2 separate regions of the Podarcis muralis genome follow, and region 1 is linked to region 2. A link is a contact called in public Hi-C data. All regions are on one chromosome and are shown on one strand. The core of a region is the stretch at or near the end of the contact, and the rest is flanking DNA. Distances in the headings are between cores, read along the strand shown. Region 1 holds the start of FBXL3 (F-box and leucine rich repeat protein 3). Region 2 holds the start of MYCBP2 (MYC binding protein 2).

What was found. Hi-C and Micro-C count contacts between places; a contact is called where the count stands out from the background.
Region 1: a Hi-C map of tail shows a contact between it and region 2, with 2.9 times the contacts expected there. The contact joins the promoter of FBXL3 here to the promoter of MYCBP2 in region 2. A contact is called at or near these places in 2 of 3 Hi-C or Micro-C datasets (blood and tail).

What each region holds. Positions count from the first base shown.
Region 1 is chr4:96,306,490-96,310,241 of rPodMur119.hap1.1, forward strand. FBXL3 (F-box and leucine rich repeat protein 3) reads left to right here and starts at 2,359. Exons shown (of 5, transcript XM_028728348.2): 1 at 2,359-2,383.
Region 2 is chr4:96,162,238-96,165,801 of rPodMur119.hap1.1, forward strand. MYCBP2 (MYC binding protein 2) reads left to right here and starts at 2,173. Exons shown (of 87, transcript XM_077927743.1): 1 at 2,173-2,687. The coding sequence starts at 2,341.

The sequences.
Region 1 (3,752 bases), core at 1,109-3,608, 140 kb after region 2:
TGAGCCATGCATTTCAAATATCTTCTCCTGTGCTCTGATGTGGCCTCATTCAAACATAACCATTATTTTTGTCTATTGGCTGGAATACTCCGTTCTTTTAATTTAAAAAGTGTTTGGATAATGAATAGTTAAATTGATTCTTTTTGGGGTGGGGGTGTGGAGTTGCACACAACTGGAAGCAAGCTTTCCTCGCATTGTAAAAGCTTTTGCCGTGTTTAGCATAGATGTAAACGATACATGAATTCAAAAATTGTAGCTTCGTTTCTAAACGAGGTCTGGAGTCAAACGTGTCTGAAAAAAATCACACTTGGGCCCTCATACATGAAAGCTCTTCCACTGGTGTTGCAGAAAATAACTGATTTTTTATTTTTTTAAGAGGAGACAACTAACTGCACTCTGCACATATATCATGGCACACTTTTCTTAAAGTACTGGGCAAGCCATATTTTGTGGTGGAAGCATCAAGGTTAAGAACTGCATATAGTAGTCAAAATGTTAGCAACTGCCACTGGGATAGGGCTCTGTAGATCTTGAACGTGTGACTTGGTTCTATTTCTTACTTTTTTAATTTAACAATATATATTTAATATTTTCAACAAAAGAATTTTAAAGATCCCCACAATTCTTTCACGAAAACCAACAGGGCCATTGCAAGCGCTTTCAACCTAGGAAGCGGCATTGGTCCTCTAGTTGGGCCATAGCTGTCAACTGTCCCTTATTTGGCGGGAAACTCCCTTATCCCAGCACCGTGTCCCGCTGCTGTCCCTTATTGATGGTGTCCCTTAAATTTCCTGGGTTTCATGCTCGCCTGGCTCGGGAGGGAAGCAGCGGCTCGGGGTCCTCCGCCGCGAGAGAGAGCGCGTGCACAAGCTGCCGCATCATCTCTCCCTTTCCCCCCTCAGTGGCGCATCATGAGGAGATGGGTGGCGGCGGGTGGGCAGGCAGCCCCTCTCTTGCGAGACTTCCGCCGCGCTGCCAGGGGAAGCCAGAGGCGGCAGCGGTGGCTGAGGAGACGGCCTGAGGGAGGAGGAAGAGGAGGGGATGGGGAGGGACGCAGAAGGGCGGTGCTTCAGCGGCCGCGGTGGCACCGTAACCACCTTATGCCAGGCTCGCGGGCAGCGTGGGCGATAGTCTCTCTCCCCCTCTCTCTCGGGTGGGGAAGGGCCGATGGAACTCCTTGCGCCAGGACGGTGGCAGCCCCGACATGCTGCTTAGCATCCCCTCCAACCAGTGCAGCATCTTAATGTAGCGATTTCCCCCTCTGCATCCCTTTCATAACTCTATTTTTATAAATCATTTGTCCATCCAGAGTTCAAATTTTTACTACAAGTTTTCTGTCAATCCTACCAATGTATGTAACTCTTGACAATAGCTTTTCAAATAAATTATAAACTTTCCCCATTCTTCATTAAAGAGGTCCTCTTCCTGGTTTCTAATTCTGCCTGGAAGCTTTGCCATCTCGACGTCGTTCATCAGTTTTGTCTGCCCCTCTTCTTTGATCGGAGTTGCAGACCCTTAGGATCACCTAGTCCAACCCCCTGCAAAACACAGCCAGTCGCAGCAAAAGCAGCATGGCTCCATCAGTGCCGGATTTCTGCATAAACTAAGCCAAAATCCCTTATTTTGGCTGCTGATCCCTTATTTTCGAGGCTGCTGGTCCCTTATTTTCAAATCTGTAAGTTGACAGCTATGAGCTGGGCTCCTATGTTAGGCAGCCGAATGTCTACATCTCTCCTTCACATGATTATTACTTTGTAATGATAATGATAAGGAAAATGATAATGATAATAGAGCCGCTCTCCCCTTTTTCGCTCCCTCTCGCCCTTCCCCTCCCTCCAGTTATTCTTCCAACCAGTTGCGGTTGGACTACAACTCCCATCATGCCTACGCAAGCGGGACCAGTCGTATAAGGGATGACGGGAGTTGTAGTCCAACCGCAGCCGGGGACCCGCGCTTCGGAAACGGACGGCGACGTGACAGCGTCGAGAACGTCTAGGAAGCGCCGTCGGCGGGACGCTCTAGGAAACCTCCCTCTACGGCCGTCTGCGTTTGAGGGAGAGCGAGAGCGAGCGCGCTGTAGCGGGAGAGGAGGGCGGGGCCGCCAGCGCAAACTCCTCCCCTCCTGCACATGCGCGGTCGAGGGCCAGCCCCGTCGCAGTGTCAGACGAGTGCCGCCATTTTGAAGTAAACAAGCGGCGGGCGGTCGGGCAGCGGTTGGCTGTTGTCCCTCAGCTGCCGACCAGAGCGGGGCGGGCCTGGTGGCTTCTTGGCGAGGCCCCCCGCTTGTGCCGGGCGGGGCCGCTGATGAGGAGGCGGCGGAGGAGGAGGCGGCGGCGGCAGGAAGGACTGAGAGGCCCCGGAGGACGGGAGCTGCCTCCGACAGGTGACCCCGGCGGGCCGGGTGGAATGGGGGGCCGGGCCGGGCCGGGTGGGGGTTTCTGGGCGCCCCCGGTAGCGGCGCTGCGGTGAAGGGAGAGAAACGCCCCCTTCGCCCCTCCAGCTCCACGCAGGCGTGGCCGCCACGCGCTGGGTTTTATGTTATTTATTGCATTTATTTATTCCGTTTAAGGTGACGGTGATGAGGATAATGATGATAGTAATAATGATGATCATCATCATCATAATTTATTTGCACCCCGCCCAGCTAACTGGGTTGCCCCAGCTACTCCGGGCAGCTTCCAACATAAATAAAAAACATAAGAAAATATGAAGCATTGAAAAGTTTCCCTATACGGGGGCTGCCTTCAGGTGTCTTCTAAAAGTGACATCGGATGGGAGGGAGTTATACGCCGATTGATTTAAAAAATAATAATCCCCAGCAAACAAGCCACAAGACAAAACCGTAAACTATTTTTTATTATTATTATTATTATTATTATTATTATTATTATTATTAAACAATTTACTAGTTGCTTTTCACCCAAAGGTTAGTCTAGCGACTTACAGCAAAGAGTTTTTTTGCAATACATAATATCATTGGGGAAAAGGAGGGGGGAATCATATAATACATTAATATTAACTACAACATATCACTTGTGGAGGGGGGGAGGGGAGTATCAGTAGTAGCAAGCAGCCTTAACAATTCTCAAATAATGAACAAAGGGATACTCTGACCCACTAATCAGCAAATAAACAAAACCTTAACCCTGCCCCCAGTCTAAAATTTATTTGCATCAAACCAATTTTTCCCTCCCCAAGGGGGCTTGCTCGCCTCTCCAGCTCCTGCTGTCATTCATAAAATCAGTTCGAAATCTAGCCCAAAGCCCCGCAATGCAGGAATCTTCTTGCCCAATTTGGGGCTCAAACCCAGAACCCTGAGATTAAGGATCTCATGCTCTACCAATTTAGCTATCCCAGTTGCTTGTCTGTCCCCCCACCCCCCGCGCGCATCTTTCCTTTCAACTAAGACCCGTAAGTTGTGGATTAAATATATCCAGATGTAAAAGCAAGCAAACAAAAACCACATTGCCCTGCAGTGACACAAAAATTTAGGCCGGTTTTCGGAGGGAAAGCTGTTCCGTAAACAAAGTACAGTGGTACCTGAGGTTACAGATGCTTTGGGTTACAAACACGTTGGGTTACAAACTCCGCTAACCCAGAAGTAGTACCTCGGGTTGAGAACTTTGCCCCAGGATGGGAACGGAAATTGCGCAGCGGCGGGAGGCCCCATTAGTGAAAATGCGTCTCAGGTTAAGAATAGTTTCGTGTTAAGAACGGACCTCTGGAACGAATTAAGTTCGTAACCCAAGATA
Region 2 (3,564 bases), core at 923-3,422:
TTTCTTCTAGAAAAAAGGTGCCACTACTCACCATGAGGGACATGGGTGGCGCTGTGGGTTAAACTACAGAGCCTAGGACTTGCCGCTCAGAAGGTCGGCAGTTCGAATCCCCACAACGGGGTGAGCTCCCGTTGCTCGGTCCCTGCTCCTGCCAACCTAGCAGTTCGAAAGCACGTCATAGTGCAAGTAGATAAATAGGTACCACTCCGGCGGGAAGGTAAACGGTTTTTCTGTGCCGTGCTCTGGTTCGCCAGAAGTGGCTTAGTCATGCTGGCCACATGACCCGGAAGCTTTACGCCGGCTCCATTGGCCAATAAAGCGAGATGAGCGCCGCAACCCCTAATGGTCAGGGGTCCCTTTACCTTTTTTACTCACCATGAAGCTGTTAGAGTAAATGTCACACTTTTTAGCCAGTGTTTTTCTTTGAGGGGAAAAAGGTGCCGGTGCTGCGTACCCTTGAGTACCCTCAGAAAAAAAGCATGGGGAAGTTCTAATATTTAGATGTTTGCTGTCAAAGCATTTGTACAGTCCCGTGAGCACCACAACTGACAAGGCACTGCACCAAGAGTCTACAAGTTTAGTTCTCTCACAACTGCAGGCCTCAGTTGCTAAGTATCATACAGCAGTTCTCCATCTAATCTGGTTCATAGCCCGGGGTTAACATATTGATTCCTTTTGGTAACTAAAGATTCACCAGGCTTCACTGGCTAGGACTGCCTACTTCCAGCTTCTTCAAGGCTCCTCAGGATTGGGCCCCTCAGCCCTGACCCAGTATATTTTGGGTGTCCTCAGCCCCATAGAGCTGGCGCCTGTGTTGTTAAATATAGTTTTTATAGATGAATGCTGTAGTACTTTGTGAATCCTATGCCTTTGGTTGTAACTGTGCTGTTTAGCTTTTTCTTTTCGGTTGTTCTGTTAATAGTGCTTCATAGATTGCAATTGTTTTACTGAGGATATGTTATGCTATACGATTTACATTGCATTTCTGTTGTTCTGTTGTTACTGTCACGTATTGTTTGCAAACTGCTTTGCGGTTCATGTGAATGAAAAGTGGCATAGAAATATAATAAATCTTTTAATTTGCTTTATTGATTTTAAAAAAGAAAATTACAATCAACAAAAAACCAAAAGAAAATATAAACCGAAACGTATTACAATTTACAAATGACAAATTGATTTCTTACAACATAACTTCTGTTGTGACTGCCTGTCACCCCATCCAAGAGTCCTAATTTTCTTTTGAGTAGTGCCCTTTTCATTATCACTCCAAACTTTCCCCCAATGCTTATTTTAATAAGATTTTCTATGTTTATACAGGGGCATGGTTTTTTTTGGTTGATTGTAATTTTCTTTTTTAAAATCAATAAAGCAAATAAACAAATTGAAATATAATAAACCAAATCTCTCTCTCCCTGTGTGTGTAAGGTGCCTTCATTCCCATCAGGGGAAGGTGGGGTATAAATAAATATATAATAATTGAAATACTTAAAAAAAAACAAAAAACCTCTCTCTCTCCACCCGCTGCTAAATATTTAAGAATCTACACTCTGTGTGTGTGTGTGTGTGTGTGTGTGTGTGTGTGTGTACACACAATTTACTATGACATCATCTCCACGCGCTCTCGGGAAGCCGATACAAGAGAAAGAGGGTGTGTGGGGGGGGGGAGGTAGGGAAATAAGAACAACAACCCAGAGCGAATGACACCCCCTCAGAGAAACACACGGCTCCCTCCTCAACCGCAACAGACATGCGCACATGGACTCTCAGTACCTACAGATATGTGTGTGTGTGTGGAGGGGGGGCGGAAATAAAAAAGCGGGTGGGGCAAGACATTTTTTTCAAAAAAAAAGGGAGACGTCGCGCAGGCGCACTCAGGACCAAAATGTCAGCGTTTTGACAGTCGGAAAGAGACGCGCTACCGTGGAAAGTACCATAGAGAGGGAGGAAGCGGCCCGCGAAGAAAGAAGAGCGCGCGCGCGCCCTTGCGTCGCCCGGCCTCGCCCTACGCCGGCTTCGCTTTTCCTCACAGACACACACGCGCGCGCGCGCACCCCGCCCCTTTCTTCCCCTCTCGCTCTCTTCCCCGCGGCCCCGCCCTCCCTCCGCTCTCGGCGCGCTCGCGCCAAAAGGGGGAGGAGCTGCGCGCCTGTCAGTCAGCTCTCCTCAGTCAGGCGCTGCCGGCCGGGCGGCCTGGTTGTGTGTCTGTTGGCTGCGGCGCCGCGCTTGGCTCTGGCCGGGCCGCTGAGGCGCTGAGGGGAAAGAGGAGGAGCGGGCGCCTGCCTTCCTTCCTTCCCGGCCGGCCGCGGGGGCGGAGCGCGCAGGGGCGGGGAGGGGAGAGCGATGAGCGGGGCCGCCGCCTCCTCCTCCTCCTCCGCCGCCGCCGCCGGATCCGAGCCCGGTGGCCCGGGCTTCTTCCTCTTCCCCAGCGGCACCGGCGAGCCCTGCGTGGCCATGGGCCCCGGCGAGAGCGCGGCGGGCTTCGGGGCGCTGCTCCTGCTGCCGCCGCCGCCGACCATGACATCCTCGGGGCTGCCTTCTCCTCCCGGCGGAGGCGGAGGAGCAGGAGCCGGCTGCCGGGGCCGCTACCAGCTGCTTCTGTCGGGCCGGGCCCTGGCCGAGCGCTACCGGAGGATTTACACGGCGGCGGCGCTGAGCGAGAGGGAGCAGGCCGGACACCCGGGCGCCAGGTAAATGACAACAACGGCGGAAGCGGGCGCTGAGATGCGCGCACACACACGCGCGACCCGCCACCCCGGGTGGTGGGACCCGTGCAGGCAGCTCCTGGACGATCTTCCCCTGGCAGATATATAGCCCTGCGTAGCAGCCCAGCTTCCTGTCCAAAACGAGATCGCCCTCTGGCACTGCAGTTCTGAAAAGGCAGGACAATACCTTATTGCCTAGAGACACACGCGCGCGCACATCCACACGCACTTCATAGGCTAATGGGTGCAGAAGCACACGGTGTCTTCCACACGAGCACCAGCTCCCTCCTGTAGCAGGATTTGAATGGGTAGCTCAGCCGTTCCCATCGTGGACTTTGGTCCTGACAAGGTGGAAATCTATGCCTGCTTACTCAGAAGTAAGTTCCAGGGGGCTTTACTGGGTCAGGCAAGTGTCTCTGTGCTTAGAATCGCAGCTTAAGGAAGGTGGCGTTTTAGTGCCATGGCAAATCCTGTTCAATCTGTAGGCATCTCGTCAGGGAAAAAGGAGTCTGTGTGCCATCTCGGCTCATCATCTAAGTGGTAACTGCCACAAAATATTTGGAACAGGGATCTCTGTCTCTTCTCAGGAAGGCCCACACGCTGCTGGTGATTCAGCGATGAGGCTGTATGTTAGATATTTTTAAAAATCCATGTGGCTAAGACCTCTTGGAGTAAGCAGAGTGTGCCCTCTTGTTTGGGCAGTACCTCTGTTTTGTGTTGGGCATCAAAGTAGTTTTGCTACTGCCATTGGTCCTCCACCCCAAGATGTTGCCCCTCCTTAATCTGTGTTTGCTTAATGTATCAAAACTAGTGGGCAGAGGGAAAGAGAACTGGGGCTAACGTTGAACAATTCCTAACGAGA